3 separate regions of the Mus musculus genome follow, and regions 1 and 3 are each linked to region 2. A link is a contact called in public HiChIP or PLAC-seq data. All regions are on one chromosome and are shown on one strand. The core of a region is the stretch at or near the end of the contact, and the rest is flanking DNA. Distances in the headings are between cores, read along the strand shown. Region 1 overlaps Pllp (plasma membrane proteolipid). Region 2 holds the start of Dok4 (docking protein 4). Region 3 overlaps Adgrg3 (adhesion G protein-coupled receptor G3).

Evidence for each region. HiChIP or PLAC-seq counts read pairs in DNA pulled down with a chosen protein or histone mark.
Region 1: a contact with region 2 is called in an HNF4G HiChIP or PLAC-seq map of pancreatic cancer cells. The contact joins the enhancer-like site here to the promoter of Dok4 in region 2. A contact is called at or near these places in 4 of 39 promoter capture datasets (embryonic stem cells, hematopoietic stem and progenitor cells and pre-B cells), 3 of 115 datasets of contacts at active chromatin or transcription factors (embryonic stem cells and pancreatic cancer cells) and 3 of 9 other capture datasets (adipose tissue, liver and pancreatic islet).
Region 3: an H3K27ac HiChIP or PLAC-seq map of microglia shows a contact between it and region 2, with 7 times the contacts expected there. The contact joins the enhancer-like site here to the promoter of Dok4 in region 2. A contact is called at or near these places in 2 of 39 promoter capture datasets (hippocampal neurons and neutrophils), 1 of 484 Hi-C or Micro-C datasets (the 63-12 cell line), 5 of 115 datasets of contacts at active chromatin or transcription factors (the 230-238 cell line, effector CD8 T cells, embryonic stem cells and 2 more) and 3 of 9 other capture datasets (adipose tissue, liver and pancreatic islet).

What each region holds. Positions count from the first base shown.
Region 1 is chr8:94,684,832-94,687,531 of GRCm38.p6, forward strand. The region is part of intron 1 of Pllp (plasma membrane proteolipid); the gene reads right to left. Among named protein-coding and RNA genes, the nearest start is that of Pllp, 10 kb to the right of the region's middle. Within about 2 kb of position 1,325, at least 53 of the 459 cell types and tissues checked have an H3K27ac peak or open chromatin away from gene starts, as enhancers often do. A contact at or near this core is called in adipose tissue, liver and pancreatic cancer cells, where this site is marked.
Region 2 is chr8:94,874,924-94,877,623 of GRCm38.p6, forward strand. Dok4 (docking protein 4) reads right to left here and starts at 1,389. Exons shown (of 9, transcript NM_053246.3): 1 at 1,208-1,389.
Region 3 is chr8:95,035,949-95,038,757 of GRCm38.p6, forward strand. Adgrg3 (adhesion G protein-coupled receptor G3) reads left to right here. Exons shown (of 12, transcript NM_173036.3): 6 at 493-532; 7 at 652-743; 8 at 878-990. Among named protein-coding and RNA genes, the nearest start is that of Gm51544, 17 kb to the left of the region's middle. Within about 2 kb of position 1,328, at least 139 of the 459 cell types and tissues checked have an H3K27ac peak or open chromatin away from gene starts, as enhancers often do. A contact at or near this core is called in the 230-238 cell line, the 63-12 cell line, adipose tissue and 2 more, where this site is marked.

The DNA.
Region 1 (2,700 bases), core at 75-2,574, 190 kb before region 2:
TGCAGGAGTCTGCCTAGACCTTGGCCAGCATCACAGTATTCCAAATGCAGTTTTCCCATGCAACCTGCTAGGTGTAAGTCCTAGGTCTCAGAAGAGAGCGTCCCACAAGTACAAGAGTGTACACACACACACACACACACACACACACACACACACACACAAATGGCTGAGCCAATATGGACCTGAAATCTCTTCAACTGCATGGTCCTGGGTGTCCCCAGTATTTTAGAAAAAACTTCCCAGCCGTGCTAGTGGTCCAGATCTGTAATCCCAGCACTTGGGAGGCAAAAACTAAGGGTTGCCACAAGTCTGAAGCCAGACTGTACTACACAAAACCTTGTCCTTGTTCAGTAATAACATCAATAATAAATAATTAAATGTGTTATTGTTATTATTGTTATTTAGTAGGAAAATCTACCCAGAATGAGCTCATACTACTTCCTACATAACTCCATGCTGCCCCGTAGAATAGATAATGCAGGTCTCCTTTTGGTCATCACCTCCTGGTGTGTGAGGCGTGGGGTCTGTGACTCCTACCCCTCCCTCCATTTTTTTTGGCACCCCAACAAGTGGCAAAGTGCCTGAAAGGGTTCCAGCAACATACAGCACCCATCTGTGCCCCACTCCTTACTCTCCCCCAGGGGTCCCCATAGTGTCTGCTTGGGTCTCCCCAATATTAGGATGGCCTCCAGCTTTGAAGAAGAACATCTCAGGAAGTTTTTATTCTGCTTGAGAAGGCCGGGGTAGAGCTCTTGAACATACAGCTTCAGTCATAGCCTGGCATCCAGCAGGCCAAGCCCCCTTACTTCCTGGGCCTTCCTCTCTCGGGGCCGACTTTCTCCCAAGAGAAGCACTCGGCACAAATCACAGAAGGAAAACGGAAGCTCTTTGTAGAAGATGAGGATCTGACCTAAGGGCATCCATATGAGGGATGCTAGACAGCCCAGGGGTAGACTTCCTTTCTCTTAGCACTGACTCCTGCGAGGTGGGGGCACCTGGACATTAGCGCTTCGAAGAAATATTACTGTCTGGGATGCCAGAGCTATGGAGCAACCACAGCCTGTGAATCTCTTAGCCCTGGAAAACCTACAGGTCTAGCTGCAGACCCAAGGACAAGGCCTTCCTCATTCCCAGAGTGTGGCCTGAGCATATCTCTCCCATCTCCACTCTCAGGAGGGATGGTGTCACCCCCACCCCCAAGGCTGGCAGAAGAAGAGTTCAGCTGGCGTCAGAGATCATCCAGCCCACAGTCCAGGCTAAGCTGCAGAGCTGGCCCAAGCCTGGGGACTTGGTAGCCTACTTGGCAGGTCTCTCCTGACCTTTGGTCTTGTCCTCACTTGGAGACTGTGGTGTGTCGCCCTGCCTTCCCTCCCTGAGCAAACAGGAGAAGCTCACCCTGCCCAGCAGCAAAAAGCCCGAGCCCTGTTCTGTCAGTGTAAGGGCTGGTTCACGCTGCCGAGGAAAACAGCCTCCGCCTGTTTTCCACGGCAGCCCCGAAGAGAATGGTGGGCATAGTCGTCAAGCCACCACTGCCGGAGAGAGGGCAACTCTCTGATAAGCAGGAAGACTTTGTAAATGTGAACTGCCCCTTCCTGAAGCAGAGGCCACCTTCTGCTGACAGATGACGAGGAAAAACTCCCAGGGTACCCAGCCAGTAATCCCAAACTCACAGCTATCCCTCACTGCTGTGTGACCCGAGGGAAGTATCTTCCCTCTCTGGGCCTGATAGACATCCCGATCCCTCGCTCACAGTTTTGGACATAGGCACAAACTCTGTGTAATTCCCCACTGCCCAACATATTTATTCATTTGAAAAGAATTCTTTTTGTTTGTTTGTTTGCCTTTTCTCTGTGTAGCTTTGGCAGTCCTGGAATGCATTCTGTAGACCAGGATGGCCTCAGACTTTAACAGAGATCTGCCTGCCTCTGCCTCCTGAGTGCTGGGATTAAAGGTGAGTGTCACAGCTGCCCGGCTGGAAAGAATTCGTAATGGCTGTCCACTTGTTAATTTTGGTTTTTAGACCCAGGGTCCCATTACTTACTCAAGATGGCTGGTATGCTCTAAGTAGCCCAGGCTGACCTTGAACTCACAATTCTCCAGTCCTAGCCTCCAACAAGCTCCACTTGCTATATACTTCTGAAATAAGTACTGCCGGCCTGGCGTGATGGCTCTGAATAAAGATGCTACACCAACCCCGATGACATGAGCTCCGTACCCCAGAGCCATGTGGTGAAAAGAGAACCACCTCCCACAGGTTGACCTCCATACGTGCTGCAGTGTGTGCATACACATGCACACATACGAGTGAAAAAAAAAACTCAACTAATAAAAGGTAAGTAAATACAATGTAATGATAAAATGAAAAAAGTGCTATACATGGCCAAGTTTTCAAGTGTGGCCCTCTGGGTAGCTATCAGACACCGTCTATGCACATACAATCCCAGCCTCAGAGAGGTATATCTTGTACCTGGAGATGAATGACCATAGGCTACACATTAGCAGTTCTCACTTTGTGGGTTGTGATCCCTTTGAGGGTCACAAAGCAGATATCCTGCATATCAGATGTTTATGTCACGGTTCATAGCAGAAGCAGAATGACAGTTGTAATGCAGCAGTGACATAATTTTGTGGTTGGGGTGGGGGGCGGGCAGGCGTCACCACAGCATGAAGAACTGTATTAAAGGGTTGCAGCATTAGGAG
Region 2 (2,700 bases), core at 139-2,638:
CTTGGCCATGTAGGGACACCTACAATGACAGTTCCCAAGCCCCTTCTATCTAGCTATAGCTCCATCCCAGTGACCAGGACACTGATAAAGGACAGAGTGGATGCCAATCTAGGGAGGGACACTAATTATATCTAGCATTGTCCCCATCCTTTCAACACCATTATCAGCTCTGCTTCCAGAGAGTGTAAGCGGCAGCGGGCTCCCACTTCTCCACATCTCGGTGCCAACTGGCAAGACCAGCAAAGTCCAGGAGAACCAGCCGGGTCCGTGATCCACAGTTTGTTCAAAGCTGCCTCAGGGGACTTGTGCTGCTGCTGACACTGTCTGAGCCTGGCTAGGGGCCCCACCTTGGCTGGGGTTGTTGGATGAGGTCACATCCAGCCTGGTGCCCTGCCCAGGAATACCCAGCACCCAGGCACAGAGACTAGCAGCAGAGCGAGAGGGACACAGCTCCTGGGACCTACCTGGGATACCTACACAGCAGCCTGCATTTCTCCGAAAAGGGCCCTCAAAGAATGTGCAGGAAGCGCAGCCCCTGGAGGCTGTTGGAATGTGCTGGAGCTGACACCTGGCCCCTGGCTGCCCTGTCTTATCAAAGCCCTCCATCCAAGTGTCTGGCAATTGTTTTGCTCCCACCGCTCCACGCAGGCAGATTGCACAGAACTCCCGACTGCCCAAGGCTCCACTCCGGTCCTTATGCTGTGACAGATAGCTGTCTCCAAAAGAATGTGTACAGACTCCCAGAGCCAGAGGAGAAAGGTTTTAAGGCAGGAGGCTGCTAGCCCGGAGGACTGCAATGAATAGGAATGCCACTTGCAGGTCGGATAGGCAGTAAAAGGAAAGTGTCTCTTGGAATTTGGGGAGCAGGAAGGCGAGGAAGGCTGCTTCCGGGAAGAGGCTCAGGGAACCGGGGATCTGGGTTTCTCTGATGGGTTACATGGGGAATACAGGTGAGGTAAGACTCACACCTGCGCTTCCTAGAGATGGGAGCTGGTTGAGGACGGCTCAGGGAGTTTCAGGGTCTCGCTGGCTTCGAGAGGCGCGTCTGAGTCCTCCTTCCTTAAAGTAGGACGCTCCCATAGCTGGGAGAGCCCGCGGGCTCCGGAGGTGACCACAGGCGCCCCAGGATGAGAGTTGCGGGAGTCTCACGTCTCGGTGAGGCCTAGGGATCCCCCCCCCCCCCCGCGCTTCGTATTCCCCTATTTACCTAGGCGCCGAGGCCCGGGCCGGGGCGCTGGCTCCGCGGGACGCGGGGCGGGCTCATGCCCGCGTCTCGGCGCGGCCGGGAGGGGAAGGTAGGGTGGCGGCGCGCGGCTCTGGTTGTAAGCTAGAAGTGAAGCGCAGCCGCCAGCTCCGGATCCAGAGGAGACTCGGGAGGTAGCTGGTTCTGCTGATCCGCGACGCCACGCCCCTTGAGGCCACGCCCCGCGCCGCCCTGGCGCCGCGCCACGCCCCACCGCCACGCCCCCGCCCATCCCTGGCATCGTGCCACGCCCCTTCTCGGAGCCACGCCTCGTCCCGGAGTCCTGCCAAAGTCTTATTACTAGGACAGAAATTTCCGCCTGGCAGTCTAGCCCTCTGCTCACTTCTAGTACCCACCTCAGTCGCACCAGCTCCTCCCTGAGCTCTAAAACTCAAACCCACGTGGTCTTGCATCTGCTGGAGGCTGAACCCTATATCAACTCCCAGTCCTTGAACCTCACCTCCCAACATCAAGAGTCAGTACCCTGCTAGACATACACTTTGCTACCATCCAGTCCTGCTCAGTACCTGCCCCACTTCCCCAATCGCACACTCAGCTGCACTCTGTGAGAGATTAGCCTAATGCATGAAGGAATCAAGAACCCAGTACCCACGCATGTATATCCCCTGCCCCGTATCCTCCCAACCCTACCTCCCCACCCCCTCTGCCGGAACACTAGAGACTCAGCCTTGTCCAGCAAAGTAAAGGAGCCATTTTCTGTCCGCTTAAAATGTCCCAGGATTGTCACTAAAGTGTGTGTTAAGTGGAAGCCACGGGGCTATAGGACAGGAAATGGCTTTCTTCTTCCTGGATGCTAAACTGAACCTCCTGACCTTCCCATGACCTCCTGACCTTCCCATGCAGCTTCCAAACTTGACCCTCTGCTTTACTTCAAACAGCAGCTCATAAAGTCCTCAGCTCTCAAGCCCTCAGAGTGAACTGCTTTCATCCTGGGACACTGCTAGAGAAGCTGTATGGCCACAGAGAAAAAAAGAGAGTTTCAACAAAAAGAGGCCTCTTAGCCTGGCCTAGTAGTACTTGTCTATAATCCCATGCTGAGGCAGGAAGCTGATGAGTTCAAGGCCAGCCTTAGTGAGATCCTACTTAAGAAAGAAAGAAAAAGAGAGGGGGGGAGAAAGAAAGAAACAAAAAGAAAGAAAGAAAGAAAGAAAGAAAGAAAGAAAGAAAGAAAGAAAGAAAGAAAGAAAGAAGAAAAGAAAGAGAGAGAGAGAGGAGGGGGGAGGGAAGGAAGGAAGGAAGGAAGGAAGGAAGGAAGGAAGGAAGGAACCTTCTCTAGGTTCAATCCCCTGAACTGCAAATTAATTGTAATAATATAATGAAATTTAGAAGTATCATCTCTAAGTGGGATTCCTAAACTTCATTCTCTTTCAAAATTTTTACTCAATATCTACTTCTACCCACTGTGCTAATTCCCTTTTCTTTCTTTCTTTCTTTCT
Region 3 (2,809 bases), core at 78-2,577, 160 kb after region 2:
GTCTTCTGCCTGGGGCCTGGCAGTTACTGTGGAGCATACCGTGCATGAGCTCTGAGAAGCCACACATGGGACCCTGTGCCCTTTACCCTTCTAAGTGCATGCAGAAGAAACCATCTGGCTCATGCAGTTAATGCCCAAAGACATCTGTCTGCCCTGCACACGTGAACACACGTGCCCCCTACACCCTCCCACCCCATGTTCATAAATGTGTGGGGACCTGGGGAACCCCTCTGCATACATGCTTTCCACCCCTGCCAGGCAATGATCCTGAAGACAGGCATGCACGCACAGACAGGCAGACCCTCTTGTGCCATACATGTTGTATACCCTACATGCACAGTGGTCCAGGGAGCATCAACCGATGGAGTCGATCTCCCCATGTAAGCTACAGAGAGCTTCCTCTTAGGGCAAGACCCCTGGTGGTGCCCCGTCTTCTCTTCTCTCCCCCTTTCCTGCCTCCCTCCTCTTCTGACTCCCACTCTCTGGTTTCAGAACGTGATCCTCACCTGTGTATTCTGGGATATGGCTAAAGGTAGGTTTGGAAGACGTTTCTAGAATGAGAAAGGAGCAAGCTTCCACGGGGCAGAGGGTGAGGGCAGAGGCAGGCTCTCCCTCCCTCCTCCTCTGCTCTTACTTTGCTGTGGGCCACAGGAGACTGGGATTCCCACGGCTGCTCCACGGTGCCCGGGGATGGGAGAACTGTCTGCCGTTGCGACCACTTGACCTTCTTCGCCTTGCTGCTGGTAACAGCCCATCCATCCTGATTGCAGTGGTCCAGCTTCTGTCCCTGGGAGAGGCTGCCTGGGCTGGCTGGGGTTTGGGAGATGTGTGGGTCTGGCCCATCAGTGATGTGATCAGAACTTGGGGTCATCTACAGAGGCCGATCTTGGACCTGGCCACGGCACAGACTCTCACTCGCATCTCCCAGGCAGGCAGTGCCGTCTCCATGATCTTCCTGGCCTTCACCATGGTGCTCTATGTTGCCTTCAGGTGAGTGAAGACATCTCCTTTTCCTCCTGCCCTCAAGGAGGTACAGGATAGGGATAAGATGTCTTTGTTCTGTGGCCTCTCATCGTCTTCTCTGGCCTTTTGTGTGCTCTCTGAGAATGTAGGACATAGGGTTGAAGTTGAAAGAGGCAGAAATTCAACTCAGATTGGCCAACACGCAGGGCATGAGTGATTTGTGGAACTAGGAAACTCACATCATGTGGCCTCCAGGCAGGGAAAGAACTAAAGACTCCAGCTGAAGCCCCAGGGATTGGTCCCTCCCTTCACAGCTTGCCCTGGGATTGGTCCCTCCTTTCACAGCTTGCCCTGGGATTGGTCCCTCCCTTCACAGCTTGCCCTGGGATTGGTCTCTCCTTACACAGCTTGCTCTCTCTCCTCTCAGGATGTTAATTTCACCCTGGTGCCTGGAGAACTTCGGGCTCAGGTCCCAGCTCCTTAGATATTCAAGCAAAAGTGAAGCCCCAGAGTTGAAGGCTTTGAGAACAAACATTTCGAAATAATTATAGACTAACTGAAAATTGCAAAAATAGCACAGACAGTCTGTGGTTCCTTCCTGGAACTTCCCCAAGTGTCATGTCGTATGTAACTATAGCATATCATCAAAGCCAGGAAGTTGGCAGTGGCAGAGAATAGCTAAGTAGTCTCAAGACCCCTTCAGCTCCACCACTTTGGAGATCGTGTGTGTGTGTGTGTGTGTGTGTGTGTGTGTGTGTGTGTAGTATGGGTGTACACATGTATATGCGTGTGTGCACATGTGTATAGTGTATGTGCACATGTGCACGCATGGGCATACACATGTATATGTGTGTGTGGTGTATGGTGGGGATATGGATGTGGTGTATGGTGGGGATATATACACATGTATGTGTGTGTGTGGTGTATGGTGGGGATATGGTTTGCAAGGTCCTGTCTAAATAAAACTACATGGCCCAGTGTTCAGAGTAGTCCTAGTTGCAACAGATGGTTGACTATTAGCCAAGTGTGTGGTCCCTGTGGGCACAGGACTCTAGGGTTCATACCCCTGAGATGCTGGGTGTTCCATGTGTGTGCATGTTTAGCTTATGAATACTCAGTTGTTTTAGGGTCTGACTTTGATCACAAGCCAAGGACCAATTGGACCACTATGGTTACAGGGTAGAACACACAGGCTGGCCATTTGACTACTCATGCATTTAAGTGACAAGGGACAAAGCCACTTACTTGTGGCTAAGTGTGGGGAAGGATGCCCCTTCTGGGATACATGAGCTTCTCCAAAAAGAAGCAGGCACAGGAAAGAAACAGGACCAGATAGTGCTGTCACTTGGCTGTCCTGAGCCAGGATTTGACCAAGAAACCCTCAGACCTGCTGAGTTGAAGGAGCCTGTGGGTTCAGCCTCTGCTCATCGTTGCCTATCCTTATCCCCTAGAGCCCAGGCTTACTGGAACCCACCTGGAACATTCTTTTTTTTTAATTAGGTATTTTCCTCATTTACATTTTCAATGCTATCCCAAAGGTCCCCCATACCCACCCCCCCCCCAATCCCCTACCCACCCACTCCCCCTTTTTGGCCCTGGCATTCCCCTGTACTGGGGCATATAAAGTTTGCAAGTCCAATGGGCCTCTCTTTGCAGTGATGGCCGACTAGGCCATCTTTTCATACATATGCAGCTAGAGTCAATAGCTCCGGGGTACTGGTTAGTTCATATTGTTGTTCCACCTATAGGGTTGCAGTTCCCTTTAGCTCCTTGGATAATTTCTCTAGCTCCTCCATTGGGGGCCATGTGACCCATCCAATAGCTGACTGTGATCATCCACTTCTGT